Linked DNA regions of Hordeum vulgare: region 2 is linked to region 1. Evidence: chromatin contacts called from public Hi-C data. All regions are on one chromosome and are shown on one strand. The core of a region is the stretch at or near the end of the contact, and the rest is flanking DNA. Distances in the headings are between cores, read along the strand shown.

Evidence for each region. Hi-C and Micro-C count contacts between places; a contact is called where the count stands out from the background.
Region 2: a Hi-C map of leaf shows a contact between it and region 1, with 2.8 times the contacts expected there. The contact joins the promoter of LOC123443165 here to the enhancer-like site in region 1. A contact is called at or near these places in 2 of 6 Hi-C or Micro-C datasets (leaf and seedling).

What each region holds. Positions count from the first base shown.
Region 1 is chr3H:112,869,508-112,874,551 of MorexV3_pseudomolecules_assembly, reverse strand. No RefSeq gene overlaps it. Among protein-coding and RNA genes, the nearest start is that of LOC123439635, 79 kb to the right of the region's middle. Within about 2 kb of position 3,416, at least 3 of the 3 cell types and tissues checked have open chromatin away from gene starts, as enhancers often do. A contact at or near this core is called in leaf and seedling, where this site is marked.
Region 2 is chr3H:113,638,708-113,643,979 of MorexV3_pseudomolecules_assembly, reverse strand. LOC123443165 (probable tRNA N6-adenosine threonylcarbamoyltransferase, mitochondrial) reads right to left here and starts at 2,188. Exons shown (of 15, transcript XM_045119454.1): 1 at 1,623-2,188; 2 at 1-15.

The sequences.
Region 1 (5,044 bases), core at 2,167-4,666:
AAAGGAAATATTCAAGATGAATAAATATTCGTCCATCATGTACTTAGTTTGAGAACCAAGTGAAGTTGGCGACACACGAAATACATATAAACATATTTAGCTATTAAGAGAATAGCCATGACATATATTTCGAAGGTGGAGTTATAGTGGCCACAAATGCGGCATGTGGATATAATGACTGATGTCACGAATCATCTTATGATAAATACTCCCATCAAATCATGCATCTACTGTATTTGGAAACGACAGCCATGCATTACTTAAAAATTATAATGCATTTATTTAATGTACTTCTAGGAGTAAAATAAAATATATTGATATAATGATCTTGTTGAGCACAATCCTTCAAGGTGATGCTTGGTGAACATGGGGTGTAAACCTTCAATATAGTGCATGCGATAAAATCGTTGCTAATGTTTTGGGCTTCATTTGTGAGAAAAGTGTGACTTTAGAGTTATAGCCAAAATATAGACTTTGCAATTTTAACATTGCTTAGCCACTATGAAAATAACAACCACAATGTGATGTGGATCTTGCAATAGTGTTTGAGACACTCGCTATAAATTATGGCATCCATCTTGATGGATGGATGACATTATAATTAGAAATAGTGATGTAGGCTCCATTGCCATGCATTTTACGAATGTAGTAGAAGGTAATCACAGGCATATGCAAATATTTTCATAGTTTTCTATGACATATTCAAGGAAAATGAGGCTTGAATAATTGATATTGGTAGATAATACCATTCAACATGCAATAATCATGCATGAATTTACTACGATAGTAAATCATTTTACTGAACAACAACAATTGCTTCAGAGGAGCAAATTTTAGTATGGCTGATGCCATATAGCCATATGTGTAACCTCAATTTATATAGGATAACACTTTGAAAATAATCACCAATATGACGTAGATCTCGCAGTAATAGAAAACATAGTCCGACTTTTGTCAGTAGATGTTCATAATTCTATTACCTTATGTTATGCTATATTTAAGAAAATCACTTGGAAGGTAATCATCTGTGAGAATGACATGATGTAGACCTTACAGTAATAGTGGATAATCTGTAAAATTATGCAGTAGATGCCAGTATTACCTTATGATATCTTGAGGTAGTCACAGCTAATATTAATATTTGGAAGAGCACTTTGAAGGTAATCATCTCGTTAAAATGACAAGATGTAGACCCCACAGTAATGATGAATAATCTATGAATTGTGTAGTAGATGTAATCAATAGCTTGTGATTCACAAACAAATTTTGCGCAAGTCATATTAAGTATGACACTTTATAACTCTTATTTGAGTTTATATCAATGTTTGGAAGAAAATTTAATTTCCATGGCAAAGTTATAATTGTTGTCCTAAACACACATGTCTTAAATTCCGAAGGAATAAATGTACACAAAACATTCTTTTGCATTAGTATCACCGTGGTAATACATATAGATGCAATTTAATAATTTGTATTTTATGTAAATATATGAGGACATGAGGCTTCAAATGATATTTCACGATGTAGATGGTACATAATTATATTTCATGCAATTTAGAAAGACATAAAAGTCTAGCTTGAGGACTGGGTATTTCTGTTAATAATAAACTAGGAAATGCCAAACTGCAAACCTACCGAAGGGATAAGGTTTCCCCAAATGCTTATCTTGTGCGTGAGTGTGTGATGGCGTTTGGAAAACACGCCGTTGTTTATGCATGTGGCCTCGCCTACACGATTTGTATGCTTCTTGTGTTCTTGTGCTGCCGCTCAGCGGGAGGGTGCGTTGGGGAAGAGCGCTTCGGGTACGAGTCGAAGAACATCACGAGCCGAGGGCCGCCGCGTTGGCTGGGTGTCACCCCTATGCCGGTGGGCTGAAGAGAAGAGCGCCGTGACGTGCAAGCGTGTGAGACGCGCTGTGCCGTCTTCCTGTGGCTCGACGGACTGAGCACCTGATGGCGCCTTGCCTTCAGACGGATCATCGGGGACTTGCCGTGCCGAGTTACCGGGAAGCGTGTATCCCTTTTCTAATATGTCTTCTTTGACATTTTTCGTGGTAGCGATTCCTGCAGAGTATCATCGTGGACGGTGTCGTGTGTCGTCGAAGAAGAACTACATCATGGTTGTTCATACGTTCTCGACGATGTCACCGCCGAGTTGATGTCGCCCAACACCGGAGCAATGTAGTGGCCGTAGTAGTTGGCTTGAAGCCGTGCACAGCCAGCTGTCGCCGCGCTCACTACGCCCAGTCGTCTCCGCCAACGGCACGCGAAAAGGCCGGCCGGGGCTGGTGCCGCGGTGGTGGCCGTTGTTTCGTTGCCTCCTGCAGAAGTGCTCGTCTGTGCCTTCGATTTGCTTATGGAGGACTATCTCTTACCGTACTACCATGTCATAGCAACGTTGTTTTGTCGCCTAGCCACCGGATCACGTTGATTGACGGCCCCGTACAAACGCATCCAGCGACGTAATCAAGGCGCCGCCACGAGGGCTAGATGGAGACGCCACATCTAGTTGCCACCAAGCATGCATGGAGGCTTCTCTCATGCGATTTCTTTCAGGTAGAGTCTATGTGCTGATAACGTGTTAGAATAAAACGAGATTCAATGAAAGTAATGGACGCCAGATGTAATGGTATCATCTTGTATTAATATACTAATTCTTGATTAAAAAATCAACAAATCATCTGTGTTAGGGTTCATAATTCACTACTGAGCAGCTGGCCAGCGCGGAGCCACGGAGATCTGCTCAGTCCCGGTGATGCCATTTAAGGTGTATTTGATTGTTCAACAAAGTGGAGTGAAATGCCATGTTCGATTCGACTCGAATGGGCGAGTTCCATTTATGTCTTTGGTTTAGCATAATAGGTGAAATCGAATGGTTATGTATGGTTGGAGATCTTCCCTCACAGTGGTTTATAAATTCACTCACAAGCATAAATAGTTTTAAACGACATTTTAGTTTCCCCATAATTTATCATTAACATATAACCTGATGTTTATGTAAAATTTGTAGTCACAGACAGATCGAGTGCGCCTGGATTTCCTCCTATAAAAGAACTACGTGTTACAGACAAATCGAGTGGGGCTGTATAGATATAGACATACAACACTGGCATAGTTTTGCAGGCTAAACCAACTAACCACCAGGCCGCAAGGTTCCAAGGCTTGCAGGTCGTAAACAAATCCTAGCGCTGGAGCCTGGATCGTCCAGTTGATCGATCAGTACGTACGCTGTCAGCAACATGGAATAATGTATGGTTCTGTACACGGACATGATTGGTCAGTGGCCGATCGAACTCGCTGTAGATTCGGCATGCCGGAACGCCAGCAGGTCTGAGATTCGTGGATCGTTATCTTCCCCCTTGGAAGGACGTGCGACGATTCAAACAAAACGACCGGGCAACCCGGGCAGGCGAGCAAGGATCCAAAGAAGTGCCCATCGCCCACGTCCGCCTCGCGGGCCACCTCCGTGGAAACGCCGGCCTGCGCCGTCCCCTTGTGCCTGTCCCCGTTCGCGCATCGACTATCCAAGCACGTCATCACTTGCTCAGTGGCTCGGTTCAGTGCCCATGATTCAGCGATCTTGCTAGAGCCATCATCGTCATCCTCTGCACGTTTGAACGTGTTATGGACTAACCAGTACGACCCGCATGCGTAGATCATTAGTAGAATCTTTGAGAAACACAACGGCGTGCATACTGTACTAACCATCGGCCACAGACAAATTGGTTTTCTTCCTTGCCTGACCCAACGGATTGAGCTTTCATCCGGCATCTGTTACCTCCGAAATGAAGGTTACACGACGACTTCCGGGCGTGAGTGGGGTGGGCACGACGACTCCGAGTCTACGTAGTACGTACGCTTGGGGAAGCAGCCAAGCAAAGCTTTTTTTCTTTTCTCCGGTGCTCCTCCTGACCCGTCACGCTCCTGTAGAGAGAGATAGCGGGCCTTGTTCCAAAGACCGTGACGTGAAGATGACTGTGGACAAAATGAGCTTGCGTGCTTCTTTGCTTGACAACGCCACTGTCCATTATTTCCTGTAGCCAGGGACGAAGCTAGTATGCAAGCATAGGGGGGTCAAATTTATTCATGAAAGGGTCAAAGTTTATATGAAGTAAACAAAATTAACTACAACAATCATTATTATAATAGAAAAAATCAATTTCTTAGGGGGTCTAGCCCCCCTAGTCCCCCCTTAGAATCGTCCTGCCTGTAGCTAGGACGTGTTCGGATCCTCTCTGCTCTACGACAGCGGCTCCTGGAGCGGAGGGAGCGTCAGCATAATTTTGAGGAGTGGCTAAAATCGGACTCCTTCCACGGAGTGGAGTTTTAAACGGGAGAGATTCCGAACACCCTCCTAATTGGCACAGTTTTTATTTGCCCCCGAGAAAAAAAAGGATGACTAGTATTTGGAATAAGTTATATATCAAAATCAGTTTTAGGAGAATTTTAAGCTCGCTGACTTTTCGTGTTACTTAACGACCTTGTTACGGTATACTTCCATCCGTCTCGATCTTCGTGGATGTGGACTGATTATAGTTGAAGCTCCCATTGGTCTAGGTGATTTAGTCCAACCGGAGTGTATGAAGAACCAGTCTCTTGAGTCTTGATCAAGTTGGTCAGTGCATCGGAGAACCACTCCTTTTTTTTTGGATTGGAGGAGAACCACTCCTGGTTTTTGGCCCTTTAAACTGCTTTGTGAATTACCATCTTTTCTACCAAAACCAGGAAAGACATGCATTCTATATATGTATCAAATGTTTTCATAATTTCTAAATTTTGCAATGTTTGATTTGAAGTTTCAAAAGGGCATCATGTGGGTCCAGATTACAGAAAATCATTTGTATTAACATTGTAATGGCGAAAACAGTGTGTCAAGGGCTGTATTTGAGAGAACTTTTGTCTGTTTGGGCCGTACAAAACAAGTGCACATGACCCGGATTCAACTATGCATTATGTATAGCGGGAGCCGCTATGCGAGAAATTTCTACTGTTTCAATTACATTTTTTCATGTTTCTTTTTTTCTTTTCTTTATTTTTTTCAGTTT
Region 2 (5,272 bases), core at 939-3,438, 770 kb before region 1:
ATTGTGTCCTTCGCGCTGCGGGTCAGAGATATCAATCAGAGAGGACAATCGGAGCAAAGAGATATAATAGAGAGAGAGAGAGAGACTAGGGAGAAATTTCACGGCGCAGGGAACGGACTCCTCACACATATCCTCCCCGGAACCGAGCCTCCGTCTCTCGCCGTCCACGAGTCGTCGTCACTAGCTGTCCTTCCCCGGCGGTCAGAGAGAAACAAGAGACAGGGGACAGGCAGCACGGTACGCCCGCCGTTCACCCGACCCGGTTCGAGAGAAAGAAAAAAGAGAAGAGTGGCGGGAGATAGGGAGGAGAGGGGAACCACCTACATCACGCGCGCCGCCGCCGCCGCCGCGAGGGAGAGGGTGAGACGCTTCTGTTTCGTTCGAGGGGGTACGAGATAGCGAAATTTCGTGGGGAAGGTGACCAAAGCGAGAACAAGGGCGGGGAGCGCACGGGTGGTCGCCAGTCGTCTGTCCCATTTGTGTGGATAGATGTAGAGAGAGTGTTTTTTTAGGCTGCGTTTGGATTTAGCGTTTCTCCTCGCTTCACACCGGTAAAAAATACCCGTCGTTTTGATCATAGTAGCCTGGTTCGCGGGAGGTCGGTGCCGCGTCCCACGACCCGGGGTCGTCGTTCGACCAAGACCGAGGGTCTGGGTCAGTGCCGGATCGATGACCGAGACGCGACCCTGAATATGCTGTCGGTGAGCCCGTTCGGGGCGAGGCAGAGAGAGCGAAGAGATGGGTATAAAAGGGTTAGATGAATGGAAGAATACCTCAGTTCACCGTCGACATTGTAGACACGTACGTTGTCCGTTAGCCATGTGAGGATACTCGTAGGAGCTTCAGGACTAGGATGAACAAAGGAGAAGGCTATGGGAGGGAGGCACAGATCATCCATCCGCCTTTGCGGCTGAGAAAGAGGAGCGGCGGCGTGTAGCAGAAACAACCAGATGCATGGGCTTGAGAGATCGAAGCATTAGGTCACGTTAGAAGGGCTAATGGGCTTAATTGGGCTTTAAAGAGTAATTGTATCCAACTTTTATACGAATAAATTGTGATCGACCCGCACCAGTCGACCTGGGATCACGTACCGCGTCCTGATCTGACGTTCCGGAGAAGCCTACCTCAATCGACCCATCAATTCACCAGTATCGACCCTCGTCCCGCGACCCCGTTCCTCGACCCGGCCGACCCGGATTTTGGCAACTATGGTTTTGATTCATGCAGAAATCAACTGTTGAGGCCGCGTTTAGAATGTTGTTTTTCTACCACACCTATAATATTTTACACTTGTATTATACCATCCTCCAGCCAAAATCAACGCCCAGACGGTCACAAACCAACGGTAACTCAAGCGTTTCATGAATCTAAACAACATATTTCTGGTTCTTCAACTAGCATATGCGTCGCATAAAATTCGCAGAGACTAACACATGCCAAGGATATATTTTCTTTTTGTTGTTATTATCTCATCCATTCAACCATTCATCAATTCATGAATTTGTAACTATCATAAACAAATGAGCTTTTACTACTACAAGGAGGAGCACCCCGTCGCCGGCTTTTACTACTTCAACTGCAAGGAGGAGCAAAGGAGGAGGGCACAAGAGGAAGGAACATACCTTCGATGGAGCAGAGGAGGCCGTGGAGGAGGAGGAGGGAGTCGCCGTCGCGGTTGGAGGAGGGAGTGTCCGTCGAGGTCAGCAGAGAGCCTTCGTCAAGATCAGGAGCGACCCTCCGTCGAGGTAAGGAGCGAGCCGTGGAGGAGGAGGAGGGAGTCGCCGTCGCGGTTGGAGGAGGGAGTCTCCGTCGAGGTCAGCAGCGATCCTCCGTCGAGGTCAGGAGCCTCTGTCGTTGCTTCGTCCGTCTCGACCCGGTGGCGCCCTCTATCCGATCCAGCGGCGCAACCCTCGATCCGGTGGAGCCCCCCGGCGGCGCAGCCCTCGATCTGGTGGAGCCCCTCGACGATGTAGCCCTCGATCCGATCTGGTTTAGCGAGAGGAGGGCCCAGTTCTTTTCACCCTGGATTCTAGAGAATCAGGATTATGGAAAATTCTCCCAGAATCTGCTTCTCCCAGAATCTGTGGTCGAGTTCTTTTCAGAGATTGTAGTTTGAGATTCTGGAAAGTGTTGTGTGTTGAAATGTCTGTACTGCCCTTAGATAGAAGCAAATTCATCCATCCATCTAACAAATAAGCAGCAAATTCATCCATCCATCTAACAAATAAGCAGCAAATCCATCCATCCATCCATCTAACAAATAAGCAGCAAATCCATCCATCCATCCATCTAACAAATAAGCAGCAAATCCATACATCCATCTAACAAATAAGCAGCAATATCTGTTTACAGTATCTGTTTACAGGGAAGAAGAACGAAGCTCACAGCGGGGTGGGGCAGACTGCAGGGTGGGCGGGGCGGGGCCTGGCCGGCCGGCGGCGGGGCGGGGCGGCCGGCGGCGGGGCGGGGCGGGGCCGGCCGGCGGCGGGGCAGGGCGGCCGGCGGCGGGGCAGGGCGGCCGGCGGCGGGGCAGGGCGGCCGGCGGCGGGGCGGGGCGGGGCCGGCCGGCGGCTGGGCGGGGCGGGGCCGGCCTGAGGATGTGGGGAGAAACGACCGGCTGTGGGGGAAAAACGACGGGATGTGGTGTGTATCAGCGACGAGCCTATTACAGGTGTAAATTAGAAAACTAGTGTACATTCTACGGCCCAAAACCAACCAAGCAGCTATGAGAGGCCCATTCGTATTTTTCTTATAGAGGTATATTTTACAGTTGTATTGAGGCCCAAAACGACCAACCAAGCAGGCCTTAAATGGATGTTGAAACGTGTTGTTGTGCATCGCAAAAACTGATTACCAGTGGATCTCATTGCTGCTGTGTATGAGTCGATGCCATAGTGATTAACTTCACCGTCGCCCTTCTAATAGTATGGGCTCACTGTTGTGGTCCAATAGCTGATGGTGGTGTACATCACACAATGATTGGACATTTCTGTAGATTTATTAGGGATTTAACTGCTAGTGCCTGCTATTGCACATTAATTTTATTAGTTTGGATGCTTCTCTTTGTTTAGTTTCTTTCGAACATGAAGATATGATTATTTCATAGCAGTTTCTTGAATCATGACAAGCTCTTGTTACTTATGCAGATGTTGTTGTTGTTACTTATCAACATGGTCTTCTGCCCTGAAGCTGCTTCACTGCTTGAACTATTCTCGAGGATTAATCTTTCTAAAATACTTTATGTCTAAATGCACAATGATTGAACAATTGCGAGTCCTAACTTTGGTTATGTAGCAGCGGACGAGACGAGACAAGTATGCCTCAATAAATTTGTAATTTAAACTGTTGATTTTGAGCACTATGAGTTATCGAAACTATGTTCAAATGCAAAAATATTATCTTTTGTTTATGTTGTGGTACTGTTATATAAATAAAATAATTAGCTCATTGTATACCTGTGCAATATGTATGGAAGTGCAGTCTGTGCTGTTTTCAAGTCTGTATCTGTGTATTTGAAAATTTATGTTGTTATAAGTGCATTCTGTGTTGCTGAAAGTCTGCTGTTGTTGGAAGTTTGTGTTTTTGAAAGTCTGGGCTATGGCAGCCAGGTTATATGGGTGGGAGAAAAACAACATTTCAAACGGAGGCTAGAAAGCGGAATGAAAATACAATCCTGCGCGTGTATTTGGTTGTAGGCTGGTATAATACAGGTGTAAAATGTTACAAGGGTGGAACAAAAACAACGTTCCAAATGCAGCCTTACGGGTGTAACCGAGAAAACTAGTGTAAAAATTACAACCCCAAAACGACATACCAATCACCTGTATGAGGCCCATCCGTATTTTTTTCACATGGGTATATTTTACAGGTGTTTTTGGGCCCAAAAGATGAACCAAGCATGCCCGACTGGTAATTTACACTTGTAAGATAAATACAGGTGTAAAATCTTACACCCATTCCAAACATGCCTTTAAGGTGAAATGCACTAGAAAACTAGATAAAGTAATTTTTTTATAGAAAACTAAAATTAAAATTATTGAAGGGTACAAATTATTTTAAAATACAAAACTTAGTCATAAGATTTTGGTGCCTGCTACGGATCAACCGACTGATTAGAAATCAATAGATCCAGTGCTTGTCACTCGTTGGATGCAGTCAACGGAATCTCACGGGGTCGTCTCCCTCCTCTACTCGGAGCCGCAGCAGGAGCAAACCGAAACATGTCACCGTTTGAAGCAACGCCGCCTCGGGCGCACTATCTCGCCACAAGGCAGCTATGCTTCACCGTCGATGACGCTTTACTGCAGCGCCAACACCGACGTAGTCGGTGCTCCATCGCAACGCTCGACGTCACAAGCGATGCTTCACAACAACACCGTCGTCGGCATGGCCGCGCTCCATCGGTGCTCCATCACAGCAACCAAAGACCGCCGGTGATGTTTCACTGCAGCACGTAGCCGGCGCGGCGAGTTCCATCACAATTGTCGACGACCGTCGGCAATGTTTCACTGCAGCGTGCAGTCGGCGCGATGAGTTCTATCACACCAGCCGACAACCATCGGTGATGTTTCACTGCAGCGTGCAGCCGGCACGGTGAGTTCCATCGCAACAGCGGACACCCGCCAGTAATGTTTCACTACAGCGCGCAGCCGGCACGGAGAGTTCCGTCGCGGCACCCGAATAGCCTCCGATGAAGCTTCACCGTAGCGCCACTGTTGCGCGGCGGTGCTCCGTCGCTGCACTAACCGCCTTTCCGAAGCTCCATCGTAGCACCCGGGCCGGCGACGAAGCTTTCCTGCAACGAGAGAAGATGCAGTCGGCAGTGGTTTGGTGAAGAATAATGGGACGAGAGGATAAAGTAGGTGTAGTGGTGGGAATAAGAATGAGGGGAAGGGAGAACGCGCATGCAGGCAGGACACGTGTCGCGGGTTTAACGTGGCTTACGAGATAGGCAATTAAGTTGATTGATTTTAAACAATTTCCTAAGATATTTTATGTGTGTTTGCATCTCTAACTCTAACCTCAAACCCCTGCATTCATCCATACCGCGCTTCAGACTTGTTTTGCCATCCAATAGTCTAGATGTTCATTTTTCGCAAACCGGAGGCAAGCACGGACGGCTTTGTAAGCGCCCGACACCCCGGATCCACCCAAAACCCTCTCCCACACTTTCTCTATGACGGGTGCAAGGTTTCCCGCATCACATTCATGTCGGCCTAGAACCGAGCGACGAGCATTGATGTCGCATGATGTGACCGCACGGGGTGGCGCT